2 separate regions of the Danio rerio genome follow, and region 1 is linked to region 2. The links are chromatin contacts, called in public Hi-C maps. All regions are on one chromosome and are shown on one strand. The core of a region is the stretch at or near the end of the contact, and the rest is flanking DNA. Distances in the headings are between cores, read along the strand shown.

The links. A called contact is a pair of places that touch in the nucleus more often than the background predicts.
Region 1: a Hi-C map of embryo shows a contact between it and region 2, with 2.9 times the contacts expected there. The contact joins the promoter of nmi here to the enhancer-like site in region 2. A contact is called at or near these places in 1 of 18 Hi-C or Micro-C datasets (embryo) and 1 of 4 datasets of contacts at active chromatin or transcription factors (caudal fin).

What each region holds. Positions count from the first base shown.
Region 1 is chr9:58,852,806-58,857,149 of GRCz12tu, reverse strand. nmi (N-myc (and STAT) interactor) reads right to left here and starts at 2,443. Exons shown (of 9, transcript XM_073913405.1): 1 at 2,273-2,443; 2 at 2,145-2,189; 3 at 1,912-2,070; 4 at 1-61. The coding sequence starts at 2,299. It overlaps parp14rs3 (poly(ADP-ribose) polymerase family member 14-related sequence 3), which reads left to right and starts at 2,452. Exons shown (of 25, transcript XR_012385755.1): 1 at 2,452-2,682; 2 at 3,650-3,789.
Region 2 is chr9:58,638,487-58,642,981 of GRCz12tu, reverse strand. LOC108179575 (serine/threonine-protein kinase Nek5) reads left to right here. Exons shown (of 19, transcript XR_012385749.1): 15 at 86-151; 16 at 325-523; 17 at 721-1,086; 18 at 1,252-1,357; 19 at 1,604-2,180. Among named protein-coding and RNA genes, the nearest start is that of lcp1, 14 kb to the right of the region's middle. Within about 2 kb of position 1,746, at least 5 of the 62 cell types and tissues checked have an H3K27ac peak or open chromatin away from gene starts, as enhancers often do.

The sequences.
Region 1 (4,344 bases), core at 1,194-3,693, 210 kb before region 2:
TAAGATCATCCAGTTCCTTCTTCAGAGTCCGAATTGTTGATTCCAGACTCTTCATCTCCACCTGAAACACACACACACACACACACACACAACACATACACACACACACACACACTTACACTCATATAACAATGCTGCATGTTGCACAATAGAGCGCGCTGATTGGTTTGAACAGAGCTTTACTCATGCATTAATGCAGCACACTGTAAGACGTAATAAGACTCACTCTGGCACAGACGTCCAGTCTGCACGCTGGAATACACGCTATTATCTCATGACTGTAACGCAGCTTCAAAAATTCGTTTCAAACCGGAAGTACGAATTTGCTGGAATACATGCAAAAACAACCAATTTACACTTTTTAGTGAGATATAGGTGTCCTAATAGTGTTTTCAGCAGTGTGGGACACATATACCACTGTCAACAGCTCAACACATGTGCTCTGGTGTTTCGTGACCCTTTAAAGGCGCCTCTGTTGACGCTGGAGCTCAGCGTAGAGGAGAGCAGGAGCAGTCAGCGCAGATTAACACACAGTCATCACAGCTGTGGCAGACGGAGAGAGTCGGCTGCTCTACACTGAAGGGTTTTGAGTTCGGATGAGAACGAGAGTCTAGATTACGGAGATCAGGAGGACGAGAGCTCCAGAGCTGAGGAGCCGAGGGGCTGAAGGATCTGCTGCCCACGGGGACAGGAGGAACAGTGAGGTGGATGAAGGAGGAGACCTGAGTGCTGGAGAAGCTGTGCTGAGATGAACACCGCTAGTCTGATATGGAGGAGGAGATGGTGGAGATGGCTTTAAAAGTGAGAGGAAGTGCTTCATCAGTAATCCTGAAGGAGATGTGGAGCAGTGAGTCTGCTGTAGAGCGGTGTGATGTGACAGACAGAGGGGTGCGGGTGATCATACGGGCTCATATCATCACACCAGCTGAGGAGGTTAATTAGGGAGGACAAGCAGAGGAGACGTAAACTCTGAACAGGAACAGCAGATGAGTGAGCTGTGAGGGGAGGACGTAAACGATCGACATGTCGAAGGTGGAAATAAGCAGAGCGGGAGACGTTATTACAGTGGATCCTGCACCCATGAGAAGGAGCTCAGTTTAATCATCATTTACCTTCAGCAAGTTTGAGGTGAACCAGGATTAAAACAAACACACACACATAAACACAGACGTACAGTTACACATAAGATATGTACAGAGGAAGTCAGAATTATTGAGGGGAGTCTGGCTGCAGACTTGGTGCAGATGCAATCTCAGCTGCATACAAGGGTTTTTAATGTGCTCACCTAACCCCGCCCCTCACAGTGATGTCACCCACTCCATTGAGGGCATTGTGTCTGACACTGCATCTCTGAGAGATGCAATCCCAGCTTGCATCATAAAGGCTGCATCCAGATACTGTTAGAATTATTTTGATGTTTCTCAGATTCAGGAAATGTTCACAGTGTTTCCTCTAATATTTGTTCTTCTGGAGAAAGTCTTATTTGTTTTATTTAGGCTAGAATAAAAGCAGTTTTTAATAGTTTTAAAGTCATGTTAAGCTCAATATTATTGGCCCCTTCAGCAATATTAGTGTTGGATTGTCTCCAGAACAAACCACTGTTATACAATGACTTGCCTAATTACCCTAACTTTACCCTAATTACCCTAGTGAAGCCTTTACATGTCACTGTAAGCTGAACACTAGTGTCTTGAAGAAGATCTAGTCTAATATTATTTACTGTCATCATGGAGAAGAGGAAACACATCAGCTATTAGTGATGATGTGCTGGAGAAATCTGCTCTGTTAAACAGAAACTGGGGAATAAAATAAACAGGGGGTGAATAATTCTGACCTTAACTGTACACACACACACACACACACACACACACACACACACACACACACACACACACACACACACACACACACCTGCAGCTCCTCCAGGTCTCTCCTGAACTGCTCCTCCTGGATCTCCTCGTCCTTCATCCATCTCTCCAGCTCTGCTTCTGCTCTCCTCTTCTCCTTCTCGGACTCCGCCTTCTCCAGCAGCAGTCTGGACCTCTCATTATCCGCACTCTCGATCAGATCCTGTGCGGACACGTCATCGATCAATTATCGACCATCAATCATCAAATATCGATCAATTATTAGTCAGGTTGTACCTTGAGTTTCTGGAGCTCGTCGCTCATCGTGCTCTCGTCCTGAAACTATCGGAGATAAGCGCGATTATTGATTATCGATTATCAGAATCATCAATAACTGAAGTCAAACTCGTGTAAACAAGCAGTACCTGAGTGTCTCCAGCGGAGTCAGACATGCTGAATGGTGGAGCAGTGATATTAAAGCCGATATTAGCGAGCAGGTGTCGGTGAGCTGAGCTGTTTACTGCTGTTGTTTTTCTCGGTGCTCTTCCTGGAGCTGGAAATCACGTGAGCGGCCAAGCGAAAGCGAAACCGAACCGAGAGATGAGGCGGATCTTTCGGGGGATTTGAGTCTTCATCGTCAGTGTGTAGAGGAGGGTGAGCAGGATGGAGGGCAGGAGTCTGCTTCTGGAGGGTCTGCCCGATGATTTCCACAAACTGAAGCCCAAACTAGAGCTTTACTTCAGAAACAAGCGCAGGTCAGGAGGAGAAATCCTGCATCTCCGAGAACATGAGGAGGACAGACGGAAAGCTCTGCTGGATTATTTACAAGAGGAGGGTGAGATATGACATACTGTTCAACCCAGCCGCTGGGTCAAATACTGACCATTTCACTGTGGGCATGTCACCGGTCCATGAACATTCCCTGCTCATGTAGTTATTAAACTATTTCATAACTGTAGCAAGAGGCAAATCACTATCATGACTGAATGTTAAACAGCTCTCATAACGATACTGATCATCATGTGGCTCATTCTGGTTTCTGTGAAGCTGTAGAAATTAAACATTGATAACAGGCTGGGAGTCTGGGACCGCTTGTGTTTACAATAGAGGTAAAGTTGGTTTTATTCACACATTCGTTCATTTAGCAGTCTCTATATTGTTTACCATGTTACTTTGAATATTCGAATGGAATTAGCATGCAAGTATGACTTCTAGACAACATTAACAGTATCTAATTCACTGTGAACATTGTTGCACTTTAATAGTCATTTGCTGCTAATATGAATTCCCTGTTTAGAATTATTAAACATTACTTTTCTGAAATTACTTTATTAAAGAGAAAGTCTGAATATCCGAATATAAAACCAACTTTACCTCTATGTGTTTACATCCCTCAAAATGGTGTATGGAGACAAAAACACAACATGTCATTAAAATTAAATGGGTAATTCCCCTAAAACTCTGAAGTCATAATGTGCTCACCCTGTTTGACTTCTGCAGAACACAAAGCAGATATTTTAAAGAATGCTGAAACTGCTCACTGTTCGCTTCAGCGCTGTGTGTTTTCCCTATGGCAGTCAGCGGGTCCAGGTTTCTTCATTAGTGTTCTACAGACGACAGGAACTGAAAGGAGTAAACAGCGGGTCACTTTTCACTTTGGGCTGAACTGCCCATTTAAAAAATGAGCCCAGCATTGAGCTAAAGCTATCTCTTTAGATGAACCTCACATTACAGCGTATACATGAATATAACGCAGCTGTTTAAGCTATATCCGGTGTGACAGACTCACTCCTGTGCTGCAGATCTGCAGAAGGTGCTGGACACCAGAGTCCATACGGTGACTTTAAAAGGTTACGGAGAGGTGGAGCTGACGGTGAAGCTTCCAGAGCAGAAGAACAGACCAGCAGAGCTGAAGACACCGGAGGACAGCCTTCAGCACAAGGTCACTCACACCACCTCTCACCACTCACGAGCTGCTCATCAGTATCATTATTCAGGGTTCAACTCGTCTCATCTGTGTCTGATCAAACAACAGAAGCAGATGTGTAAATCACACCACACCGGCTCACTGAACAGGCCAAATCTGAGATTATCTGGACTTTACTACAACTATATTAAGCTGCTTTGACTAGGCATGGGCCTGTATAAGATGCTGACGGCATGATAACCTTGGATGAAAGATCACGGTATCACAGTATTGTGATTACTGCTTCAAAATTAAATGATAAATCAAATAATAATAATAATAAATTAAATAATTTATGATGATGAGCAATAAGACAATATAAACGAAGAGCTGCACTTTCATTTTGAATAATGAAACTCTCAGACATCATCGGCAGATATAAATCAGAGGCAGGACTCTCTCATACAGAGCTTTACATTATAGAGAGAGATAACAACAGATAAACCAAGACTGCTGTTCCCTCAATGATCCTGACTCTCAGTAATAGTTCAGCATGCTTTCACTTTCACATTTCACATGAGATGCACATTT
Region 2 (4,495 bases), core at 497-2,996:
TAAAAACACAGCAGACTCAACACACACACACACACACACACACTGACGTCTGAGCCACACACTCTGCTGGATGTGTGTGTTTCAGAGAGGAATCATGTTTGAGATCAAGCTGACAGAGGAGAAGAAGATGGAGGAGGACGAGGAGTCGGAGGTGAACAGGTGCAGCTCACGAACACACACTGAGCCCACACTGAGCCTCTCTCACCTGTGTGTGTGTGTGTGTGTGTGTGTGTGTGTGTGTGTGTGTGTGTGTGTGTGTGTGTGTGTGTGTGTGTGTGTGTGTGTGTGTGTGTGTGTGTGTGTGTGTGTGTGTGTGTGTCGCAGGATGAGCCCCTGAACGACACACTGACGTTTGCACAGGCAGAACAGCTTCAGATTCCACCGCACGGCTCTCTGGACAGACAGGAAGAGGAGGAGCCAGGGGTGAAGAGAGGCCAATGGGGTCGCGGCGCTGCAGAGACTTTACTGAACGCTCTGGAGAACATGAACATGACTGACAGCACCACTGACGCATCACTGACAGGTGACACACACACACACACACACTCTCTATCACACACACAAACTCATACACACACTTTAACAATCTCCGTCTCTCACACATACACACACATGCATGCATATACACAAACCCACACACACACTTCAGGCTGACTATAGTTAGTGTGTGTGTGTGTGTGTGTGTGTGTGTGTGTGTGTGTTTGTGTGTGTGTGTGTCAGATATAAGTGCAGAGAAGATCAGTCCAGCACTGAGGAACAGAGACACTGAAGGTTCTGGAAACACACTCAGCTGAGCTCCACATGGACGCTCTGCTCATATAGAGTGTGTGTGTGTGTGTCATATTCATCATCCTCACTTCAGTCTGTCTGGAGTTTTCCTGTGTGTTAGTGCAGGGCTGATGTGTCCAGAGTGTGTTCAGTTTGGTGTGTGTTGAGTGTGTGTTGTGTTCAGTATGAGTGTGTGAATCTGACTGACTGCAGTTTCAGAAGAGCAGGAGGAAGACAACAGGAAACACTGGACACAGCGCCTGCCGCACACACTCCTGAATGCACTCGCTCAAGCGGAGCTCACTGACTGCAGCACAGGTACACACACACACACACACGCACGCACGCACACACACACACACACACACACAGAGCACAGCTCGCTGACTGCAGCACAGATAAACACACACACAGAGCAGGTGTTCGATAACGTGTGTGTCTGTGTGTGTGTGTGTGTGTGTGTGTGTGTGTGTGTTCACCCAGACATGCTGCTGTCATCAGATAAAGCTCGTCTGACAGATGAAGAGGAAGATGGAGAAGTGGAGGAGGATGAAGAGCGCCTGCAGCCTCGATCAGATGATGAAGACACGTGAGCCACACACACACACACACACACACACACACTTACAGACTCACACTCTTGTTCTCTCATGTACACACACACACACAGATTAACATGCTCATTCACACGCAGAAGCACACAATCACTCTTTCTGTCTCTCTCTCTCACACACACACACACACACACACACACACACACACTTACAAACACAGAGAAACAGAAACACACTCTCTCTCTATCTCTCTCTGGTGTGTGTGTGTGTGTGTGTGTCAGAATCTTCGAGGACTCAGATGATGAGCTCCGGCAGCAGATCTGTGACTCCATGAGGAACCTGCTGACCACACAGGAGATGCAGGAGCAGAGCAGCGCACAGGAAGTGGAGCACCACACACAGGAAGTGCCTGAGGACAGCGTTCTAGATCATGTGGAGAGCGAGCGGCCTGAGGACGAGTCTCAGAGACACACAGCAGACTGAGGAGACTCAACAGCAGCATTAAAGCAGGTTTCCTCTGTGATCCGCTGTACAGTCAGGATCTGTCCTTCACGATGGCTCCAGCACAGACTGAGACGGACTCAGAGGAGTCGTGCTGATCTTCATCTGTGTGTATTGTGTGTTCGCTGTTGCTGCTGTGGAGTATGGTGCTGGACAACACTCAGAATAAATGACTGCAGTGTTCTGACACACACACACACACACACTGTTCATCCTGCATCAGGCCTGTGTAGCTCCACCGTCTCACTCATGTCGCTTCGTTCATCTTCAGACACATGTGAGGATGTTTTAGATGAAGTCCTGGCTCCATATTCAGTCAATATTTCAGTCGATTAAAGACTTTTTTCAGACCTAAAATGGAGTTTTGTATATGGTGTTTGTATATACTCTGGATATGGTGTTGGTTTGGATATGTCAGTAGTTGGAGCTTCATATGATCACAGCTGAACACTGAAGACACATGGACTGTTTGAGCAGGGGTCTCAGACTCAGTTTACCTGGGGGCCGCTGGAGGCCGAGTCTGGCTGAGGCTGGACTGCATCAGGTTTTCCACAATAAATTAAGTATATATTATTAATTTGTTAATTTTTTTCATCTTGTTTTGTGTTAAAAATAAAAATAAAGAGATTTGAGAAGATCGAGAATTACAACACAAAATAAGATGAACAAAATAAAAAATAAAAGTGAATAAAGCCATATTTCAATCAGTAATAATAATAATAATAATAATAATAATAATAATTAGGTTTACTGTGTCCGCTGAGCTGTTGTTACAGGAAAAAGCAACTCTGTGTTGTTGTTGTTTGTTTTGACTGCTTTTACATCATATAGAAATACATGTGATGTTTATGGTGTGAGGCAATGCAGATACAGTGTGTATGTGCCATCGATCCGTCTCTTCTTGTCTTGTTTCTCTGAATTAGCAGGATTTGAACGCGGGTAACATAAGACAGTCCAGTGATGTCATTTCGAACATGTTTAATAACAACTTAACTGAACTATAATACACGGTCAAAAAACTGTCTTGCTTCCATCTTCATGACACAACTTCTTCCTTACCGGAAGTGACATCAGCATATACTCTATATTAAAAATTAAATTACTTTTAGTAAAATATTTTCAAGTTGCTTTTTACATTATTATCAATTTAGCATAAATAAAACAATGAACTTATAGCTCTTATACAGTGCAAGTAGCGCGATGCAAATGACCAACAGATAACGGTGTGACTCTATAATAGGTCCGGTTACCGGGGACTCTTATTGCAGATGGACAGGTGTCGATGTGTGACTGCAGATGAGTACATCATCCTGGGTTACTCAGTTTCTCTCATCTCTTTGCTTTGATTATTGTATGCATCACTCTGATTTGTTTTGTGTGAGAGAGACGTCACATTACCTCTCTCAGTGCCTTTTCAGTTCACTTCCAAGCGTAAAATAGTGATTAAATGACCGACTCTGGCTAATCTTCAAGAAGAGCCCACAGTTAGCTCCTCCATCATGTTCTGTGGCTGACCTGACTCGTGTTGCTTCTGCCTCCCGCTATCCAGATCCAGCGAGGCAGTTCCAGCTTCTGGAGATGTCTTTTGCTCAGCCTCATTATCAGATTTACTGCTTATTAAAATAAATACAGAAAAGCAAAACACGAATATCTGACATTTCCAGCAAGATCTGGCTCAAATTAAGCACTGATGCACACACATTTATATATTTATAGTGTCCCGCAGGGCAGCAACTTAAAAACATTGTGATTTGAGGACAAGTGTTGTGAATGAAGTGTGCTGGGATAGGTGTCTGTGTGTGCACAATAGAAACGAGGCATCCAGCAGGCACAGAGGAAAACCCTCCATGGCAACTCTGCTGTACCTTTCTCTGAGAAATGCTTCTCTGCCTGCATCATGTGCTGCTGATGTCCCGCCCCCGAGAGCCAAATACCCCACCGTGATTGGTGGGTTCTTTTAGCGCCGCACACAACACTGTAAAGTGCCATCCATATTAAAGCCGCGAGTTGGAGACCCCTGGTTTTGAGGATGTCTTTGGTCTGCTCTGGACTGTGAGCGTCTTGGGACCCTTGCTGTCTCTGGCGGATGAAGAGCTCCAGGATTTCATCTGAAACATCCTCATGTGTGTGTCTGAAGATGAACGGACCTCTCAGGGGACCGTGATGACATGAGGGAGAGGAGTTAATGACACAGTCTTCATTTTTGGGTGAATTAATGCCGAGTTCAGACTGCAGGGTTTAAGCCCTGATTTGAACTCACCGACAGATTTTGAGAAATCACCGACAGATGCCTGAAATCAGAGGCAAACCGTTCAGGTGAGTGACAGTCACACAGTGTGAACCATCAGAGATTCATCTGAGAGAATGCCTCATATCAGATACCTGGCATGCTGAATATCTGGAGCTGTTGGCAATTCAAATCATGCCGTGTGAAATGAGTTCTGACCAGGCGGCAACCTCCCGCTCTCCCTCGGGTGTAACTGAAACTGCAATTCATCGAAGATCCGCTAGTCCTGGCTCCATAATAGAGCAAAGTTTAATTGCGCCCACTGTTAGAATTTACAGCAGAAAATAAGGTGTTACCAGCCAGCCTGCTTCATAAAGCTAATATCACCCTGTATGACAACTGTGAGGGGGTGAATTGTTTTATAACTCATCCGTTTCCTTTATAT